Regions from separate parts of the Urocitellus parryii genome. Here region 1 is linked to region 2. A link is a contact called in public Hi-C data. All regions are on one chromosome and are shown on one strand. Each heading gives the region's core, a stretch centred on a gene start, on an enhancer-like site or on the middle of the called end of the contact. The rest is flanking DNA. Distances are from core to core; before and after follow the strand shown.

The links. A called contact is a pair of places that touch in the nucleus more often than the background predicts.
Region 1: a contact with region 2 is called in a Hi-C map of muscle, with 6 times the contacts expected there. The contact joins the promoter of Slc35a4 here to the promoter of Slc4a9 in region 2. A contact is called at or near these places in 2 of 2 Hi-C or Micro-C datasets (liver and muscle).

What each region holds. Positions count from the first base shown.
Region 1 is chr1:94,994,029-94,997,899 of mUroPar1.hap1, reverse strand. It overlaps Slc35a4 (solute carrier family 35 member A4), which reads right to left and starts at 2,267. Exons shown (of 1, transcript XM_077800849.1): 1 at 1,021-2,267. The coding sequence starts at 2,256. The coding sequence ends at 1,285. LOC113179647 (SLC35A4 upstream open reading frame protein) reads right to left here. Exons shown (of 3, transcript XM_026384354.2): 2 at 3,445-3,543; 3 at 2,656-2,862. The coding sequence ends at 2,665.
Region 2 is chr1:94,810,784-94,814,451 of mUroPar1.hap1, reverse strand. It overlaps Slc4a9 (solute carrier family 4 member 9), which reads right to left and starts at 2,180. Exons shown (of 21, transcript XM_026384486.2): 1 at 1,987-2,180; 2 at 1,495-1,655; 3 at 1,132-1,239; 4 at 648-703; 5 at 371-528; 6 at 16-103. The coding sequence starts at 2,180.

The DNA.
Region 1 (3,871 bases), core at 1,018-3,517, 180 kb before region 2:
AATATGGCATAACAAAGTCCATTAATAAATAATTATAATGCACTAATAAAAACATAAAACATTAGTGGTCTTAAGTTTTCCAGCCTAGTTTAGTTTGTCTTGCTGGGCTCAGTACCTTCTGTTTCCAAGACTCTCCAAAATTCTCCAGGGCCCAAGTTTTGTGCTTAAGGGAAATTTCAAAGTCTGTGACAGAGAATATCTCAGATCCACAGCAACAGCTTGGAGAAAACCACTTGTCCTCTTAGTCCAGAAGTTACTCCAGAATTAAGATACTCAGGAGACCAAGGGACAATTATGTTTGAGGGGAACTGTGCAGCATAGAAGACACAAGACAATAATGACTGGTTGTAGGAAGCACCCTACATCCTAGAACACTTTATTAAGACCTTATTGCTTATGCAGTTAAAAGAGACATTGATTAAGCTATAGAAGTTTCTGTACCTGGTCCCAGGTCAATCTGTGCAGAGCTTTCCCAGGCTGTTGGGAGCTGGGACACTACTAGGCAGGGATAGGACTCAGAGTGGGAAAGATGCTACCTCCTAAGAGCCTTAGAGGTGGCAGTGGGCTTCAATAGGGCCCTTGGGTGAGCAAAGGGGTTAGGGGTATAGGTTTAAGCCAGGATCCAGGGGCAACATTCCCTGAGATGAGTCAAGCCCCAGCCCTCTGTGGGGTTTCCAGAACAAAGGCTGGGTAAGGGAAGCAGCACTGTGGAGGGGGTAGGGGATATATCTCCAGGCAGTGCTAGAGCCGAGGGACCTTGGCAGAGTGGCCTAGGTGACAGCTATATAATTTGTAGCAATTGGGCCTTCCTGCATGACTGTTGGGTGTGAGTGTCCCTTATGAAGAAGTCATGCGCCAAGGCGGGGCTTGTGCACCAACACCAGGCCTGGGTAGTGGGTATACTGGGGTGACCACAGTGGGCAAGGAAAGCCACTTGTCACCCATACCTCATTTTGTGTTTATGGAAGATGAGGCAGGGGGCCTTCCCCATCAGGAATGGAGTTATTTTTCAGGCCTAGGTATTGATGCTCCCAATTCTTTAGTTTGGAAGAACTTGGGGGTGGGTGGGGAAGTTAAGTTTCCTTAACCAAATCTACTCTTCATGCCTCCTAGAAGCCTCCTTCATACACCACTTCAAGACTAACTTGGTTGCTCTCCCTTCTCCAGCTTTTCTCACAAGGCACTTATTACAGTTGCTAAGGGGAGGAAAGGAAGAAGTTTGAGAGATGACTCTGGTGGTGGTGCCCAATCTATAGAATCAGAAGCAAGCAAGGTAGCCAGGGGCTAGTGACTACCATAATACAGGCGCACAGCCAGGCCAATGAGCAGTGTGGCCAGGAAGAATGTAGCTGTGAGTTGCAGCCGTAGCAGGGCTGCTGAAAGCATGGCATTGACCACTAATGAGCAGGACACAACAAAAAGGCGTGTGATGCTGCTGCCATGCTTCATGACAGCAGACATGAGCAGTCCATTTAGTGCTTGGCTCAGCACCACAAGTGCTGCCCATCCTGAGAAACCCTCCAGGAGGCCTGGGCCAGGACCACCACCTGCATGCAGACCAAGGTTCAGGAGCACACCAAAAGTGTAGAGGAAGAGGTTTTGAAGTGCGAGGGGCAGACGCTGTCGCTTCATGAGCAGCTCTGTGTATACAGACGACAAGCCTGAGATGAGACAGTACAGGATGAGCAGCAGCAGTCCCAGTGGAGTGATATGCAGGGGCATGGGGCTGGCAGCAGCTGCTAGAGGCCCAGGAAGGGTGTTCCCAGGGTCCTGAAGGCCACCTGCTGCATAGCAGGCCCCTGCAGCCATCAGCAGCAGCAGTGCCAAACCCTGGCGTGCAGAGAGGCGGTGCCGGAGACAGAGGCAGTAGAATAGGGCTGTGCTTCCAATCTTGAGATTGCTCAGCACCTGGTAGGTGCTGGGGTCCATGTAACGCTGTAGATAGATCACCAGGTTGTTGTTGGCGCCATAGAGCAGGGCAGATAGTGCAAAAGGAGCAGCTTGGCGCCAGGGTGGGGCCCCCCGGGGCCATGCTTGCCAGCCCACAAGGAGAGAGAAGGCGCACAACAGTAACTTGGTCAGCTCAGTGAGCAGCACAGCTGAGGAGGGCCGAAAGGGCACTCGGCCATCCACATGGCACAACGCCAGCAGTGGGGCATGGGCACCATACATGGCAGTGGATAGGAGGAGCATCAGGGTCCAGCGGGCCTGCCTAGGACGGCCCAGGCCTGGCATACCACCTTCCTCTACACTCATGCCCTCATCAGATCCTGGTTGCCTGTGTAACTAGCAAGTGGCAGAGGAACTGGGGCACATTTAAGGGATATTAAGTTATGGAGCCAGCTTCCAGGAGGAGCTGGTACATTGCCAGAGAGAATACTGAGGATCAGAGTCATCTGTACACTCTACAGTTAGGGCTGGGAGAGTAGGGGCTGATGAAGCATGGTCTTGGGGCCAGTCTCATGGAGCTGGGGAGGGAAGGAGTCCAGGTTACAGTCCGACAAGTGCACCCTCTGCAGGAAGAGAAACTAAGATGAAGGTGGCAGGACAGGTGGAGACAGTAAGTAGATGACAGCTGGGGAAGCCAGATAGTGTGTCTGTGTTCGAAAGGCCTCCACCTGTAGGCCCCAGCTGTTCATCCTGCTTCCCCCATAGGATCTAGAGCTAGTCAGGCCCCTTGCGCAGTGACCGAAAGTAGTCCCTCAGTGTCTTCTCCACGTTGGGCACAGCATATGCCTGAGCTGCATAGATGCCAGTGCAGGTGCCAACTGCAAAGCCCAGTACTGCCGATGCCCTCAGTTTGGCCACCACATAGCCAGCCAGGAATCCTTTGAGGAACGGGGAGGACAAAAGCGAGCCATCCTGCAGAGAAAAATGAAGAAGGAAACTCAGGCAGGTTTTCCCTCTTCTCTACCCAGGAAGTACTCAAGTGAGGGTCACTCTCTACAGCTGTAGCATTTTCTCCAAAGATTTTTCTCAAGGTTCTGGAGCTCAAAAAAGGAAAAAAAAAAAAAAAAAAAAAAGAACTCAGGAGTCCTGATCACACAATATATATCAGAATCCTGAAGTCAGAAAACTCCAACCACAGAATCTTCCTGCTAAAATGTCAGAGATGCCCCTGAGCAGTCTGAGCCCTGCTATTTCTCCAGTCTCATTTTCTAGCATATTTTCCCACTACTGCAGCCCAACCGACCTTCTTTCCTCCCTCTTGTACATAATACTACTCTGCATATGTTTGGAGTTTTCATTCCTCTCCACTTCACCTAGTTAACCACTACTTAAGATCTCAGGTCAAGAACTATTTTCTCAGGGAAATTTTCCTAGGGAACTGAGAACTGGCCCTCAATAACCATTTGCTGAACAAATCTCTGCCACTGACTCAACATTCTCAAGAGAAAATTGGACAATGAAGATTAAGGTGAGAGGCAGGAGGACAACTCCTACCTGGCCCACACCACTGCTGACTTCGTCTTCCACTCGCTGTTGCAGGCGTTCCAGCTGGTTCTTGAGAAATGCCAGGTCCTTAAGCTTGGGCAGAGAATCCTAGGAAAAGGGAGAGGCTGGCTCCACAGACTGACTCAGCCCCATTCCCTGTTCAATTCTATCAGAAACTGGGAGTTGGGAGGAATGGGGTGAGCCAGAGATATCTTTCTATAAAACCTTCCTGAGATGGCAGTGGTAAAGGCAGAAAGGCATTGAAAAGCAGAGTTACATGGGGCCGGGGAGGGGGTGGCAGATGAAATCAGTATCAGTAACTTGTAATAATCACTACAGGAATCTAAATATAGCAATCAGTGTGCAGGAAAGACAGAAGGAATCTTCAATTAGGTCTATGAGCAAAGAACTACTGACTGAACCAAGAGCTCCCCAA
Region 2 (3,668 bases), core at 931-3,430:
GCCTGCCCAGCTTACCGGGTCACTGAGTAGGACAGCCGCTGCCCGACCCATTTCATGGTAGCCCCTTCTGGGTACCGGGGGGCCCAGGAGGAGGCAGAAAAACCTGAAGAAGGAACCAAACCCCAGGGAGGGTCAGATGCTGCTTTCTCATAAGGCAGTTCTGCCCACTGACACCGCTCTGCCCTCCCTACCAGCTCCATACATATACTCATTGCATGCCTGCTCTGCAGGGCTGACCACTCTCACCTTCCCTATCCCTACACCCATCCCCCACACACCCTCAGAGGACTGACCCAGGGATCCCCTCAAAACAACCCCCATTCAGGCCCTTCTTCTGAGTTCTGGGCCCCTGACTCCTCAGTAGCCTCACCTGCTGGGGATGGGCACCTCAGTAAGTGGCCCCAGCACCACAGGGTCCCGCAGTCTCACAAAGGCCCCCACGGGCTGTGCTAGGAAGCCCAGTTCTCCTGCCAGCACAGCTGCTGCCTCCGCCCCTGGAGGCAGCTTCTGTCTCAAGGAGTTTTGACCCTGTGTGGCACAGAGTATGAAAGGTTATTTGGGGAGGGGAATGCTGACAGTATCTCAACTGATGAGAACTTTTAATTCCTGACTCCTCTCCCAACCCTACCCATAGAAGGGCCACAAACCTGTTCCTTCAGGGGAATATTTTCATCATGGGAAGCCTTTTTTGGATGGGCAGATCCTACAAAAGGATTATACAGTGGTCAAGAGCACAGGCTTTGGGGGCATATCCACCAGGGCTCCCTGACTAGCTTTTCCTCTAACAAGCTATGAGAACTGGAGCACACTCTTCCCCACTCGGCCTCAGTTTTCTCATCACTAACATGGGGATAATTGTGGTACTATCTTACAGGGTGACTGTCAAGATTAAATGAGATACTGTGTGTAAAGCCCCTGACACAGAACCCACCAAGTGCCTCCCTTCACAGAGCTCTATTGGGCTCCTAACCATCCCTTCCCCTATTTCCACCAGCTCCTGAACTTGTCCAGGAGTCTTGGGTTGAAGTCTGAGCTAAGCCTAGGCCACTTCTGTCTCAGGAAGTTGCAAGGGACATCTTGGATTCTCCCACCCCAGGGTGTTGATCCTGGGCCCAGGAAAGGGCTTCTCACCCCAACAAGTGCCTCTGGTCTGGATGTGATGTTGGGGCCTCTGCAACAATAAGGCCTGCAGCTGTCCTCTCAGCTCTGGGCTCAATGATTCCGCCTGGATCACCTGTTCTGGAGAACAGATGTGGGGTTTGAGGTCCTTAAGGGTTTTCTGAAGCACCTCCATATCATCCTCTCTCCACCTCATTTCCCTTCTAGGGGTCTTAGGAAATGTAGGGACCCATGAACTTGCTTCTTTCAACTCCTTTCCAACTCCTTCTTGTAACAATCTCTAGGGTGGGATGGGGTCAGGTAGGCTCTAGAAGATTCCAAGACTGGGGGAAATCCCAGGAAAATGGCATCTCCCTGAAAAGGTTAACAGCCTACCCACGAGCTCCAGGAGGCTCTGAGCTGGACAGTCCAGCAGTACAAGGCCCTTGGCCAGCAGGCTGCGGAGCTTCTGGAGGCTGGGCAGTGTCAGGGTGGGCACATGGGGAGCACTCCACCGGCCCGCTCCTACCTCCAGCTTCTCCTCGAACAGCATCCACCTGTGGTAGAGGGGGATGGATAGTATTATTTGGGGAATGTCTCCCACAGCCAGGAGCTGGGACACAGCAAAGCCAGGGAAGATAGGGCAATGGGGGAGTCATGGGCCCTGTGATGCCAAGCATGCCTATCTTGGGCAGTCACCCCTCATCCTGGGACCTGGGGAACTCAGAGCTAGACTGCAAAGGACACTAATATTATGAAAGGCAGAATGCATAGAGAAAAAAAATCCTTATTTTAGGTTGGAAGGAGATCCACAGGAGGAACAAGGGGGTCATGGAAGAAGCCCCAGCTGGGGAAGGGCCTCACAGAACTAGCCTGGGTCCCACTTACCTGCCTGTCTCTCTCCACTCTAATGCCTGGGGCCAGCCCAGCAGCTCATTCAGCTGGATGAAGAGCAAGGGGTCCTTGGATATCCCCAATTCCCTGCTGTCTATGTTTGAGGGTCCATCAAAGCTGGGGCTAAGGCCAAGGCTGCTGTCCATATCTTCTACAGGAACATTTTCATGGGCATCTGGCAGCTTCATCTTACTGAAGATCACACAGAGTCTCAGGAGCAGTGAAATTCTAGGGCCCCTCTGGTTATATTTATAATGCACCCTCAACCCCAGTTACAGTAGCACAACACAAACAGAACAAGACCTGCTAGCTCCAGAGCATACCGGGTCACCTGTTCCCCTACTTGCTTCCCCACCCCTGTTGCATGAGAGTGTTTGTAGCCTGGTTTTCCCCAGGCTCTCCAGAAATGCCCAACCTGGGGCCAAAGTGTATATGTGCATTTCCTGTGAGATCAGGTTTGACCCCACTGTGTTTGGTATAAATAGATAGGAGTAGACGGCTAACCTAGGTCTAAGTACTTACTCCCCCACATTATGTTGTCCCTAGCCTGTATCACATGCAAACACCAAACATCCAGAACTGTTTGGGGTGTCAACATCACACTCTGGGGGTCACAGACACACACATTTGGACAAATAAGGACCTATTAAATAATTGGTCTTACAGAAACCTGGCAGGGTAAGGGAGACAGCAGGTACAGAACCTGCCCATTAAATGAGCTAATGATGAAAAACAGAGGCAAGTCACAGAGAACATCTGTATCTTAAATTTTTTTTTTGTCCAACATCTGGAAACCCCCAATTTATCTATGTTCCGGGGCCCTGCCCCTTTAACTTGCTGAGGATGGAAGAGCAACTGGGGTGTTTGATGCTCATTGTACTAAATGAGCAAAGGAGAATGTGATCCCTTGTCAAGTACTGTTGACTTTACCTTCCACATATACACAGAATCCAATCACGTTTCCCCACCTCTAGCACTACTACCCTGACACAAGCTACCATCATTTCTCAGCTGAATTGTTTCAGTGGCCTTCTAGCTTCTTGCAATAATCTTCCTGCTTCCACTCTTTCTCCTTGCCCAAAGTCCATCCTTCACGTGGCAGCCACAGGAGTCCTTTTAAAAGGCAATCAAGCAGGGTGTGGTGGCCTACACTTGTAATCCCAGCAACTCAGGAGGCTGAGACAAGAGGGTTGCAAGTTCAAAGCCAGCCTCAGCCATTTAGTGAGGCCCTAAACAACTTAGTGAGACCCTGTCTGAAAATAAAAAATAAAAAAGGGCTGAGGATATGACTCAGTGGTTAAGCGCTCCTGGCTTCAGTCCCCAGCACCAAAAACAAACAAACAAAAACCAATAGAGCCACATTATTACTCTTCCACTCAAACTCACCCAGTGAGTACCCATCATTCCCAGAAGAAAAATTAAAGTTATTGTCATGGCTCCAAGATTCATGGCCTGACCTCAACCCACTTCACTAACCACAACTCCTTCCATCCTCCCTTTGCTCCCTTATTTCTAACCACATCATCCTTCTGACTGTTATGCAAAGCCTTTTCCTGCCTGAGGGGCTTCACAAACTGTTTTTTTGCAAGGAAATATTTCCCCCACCTCTTTCCCTCTCACCTGCTTAGATCCTTGTCACCTAGATCTCTGCTTGGATATAACCTACCCAAAGAAAC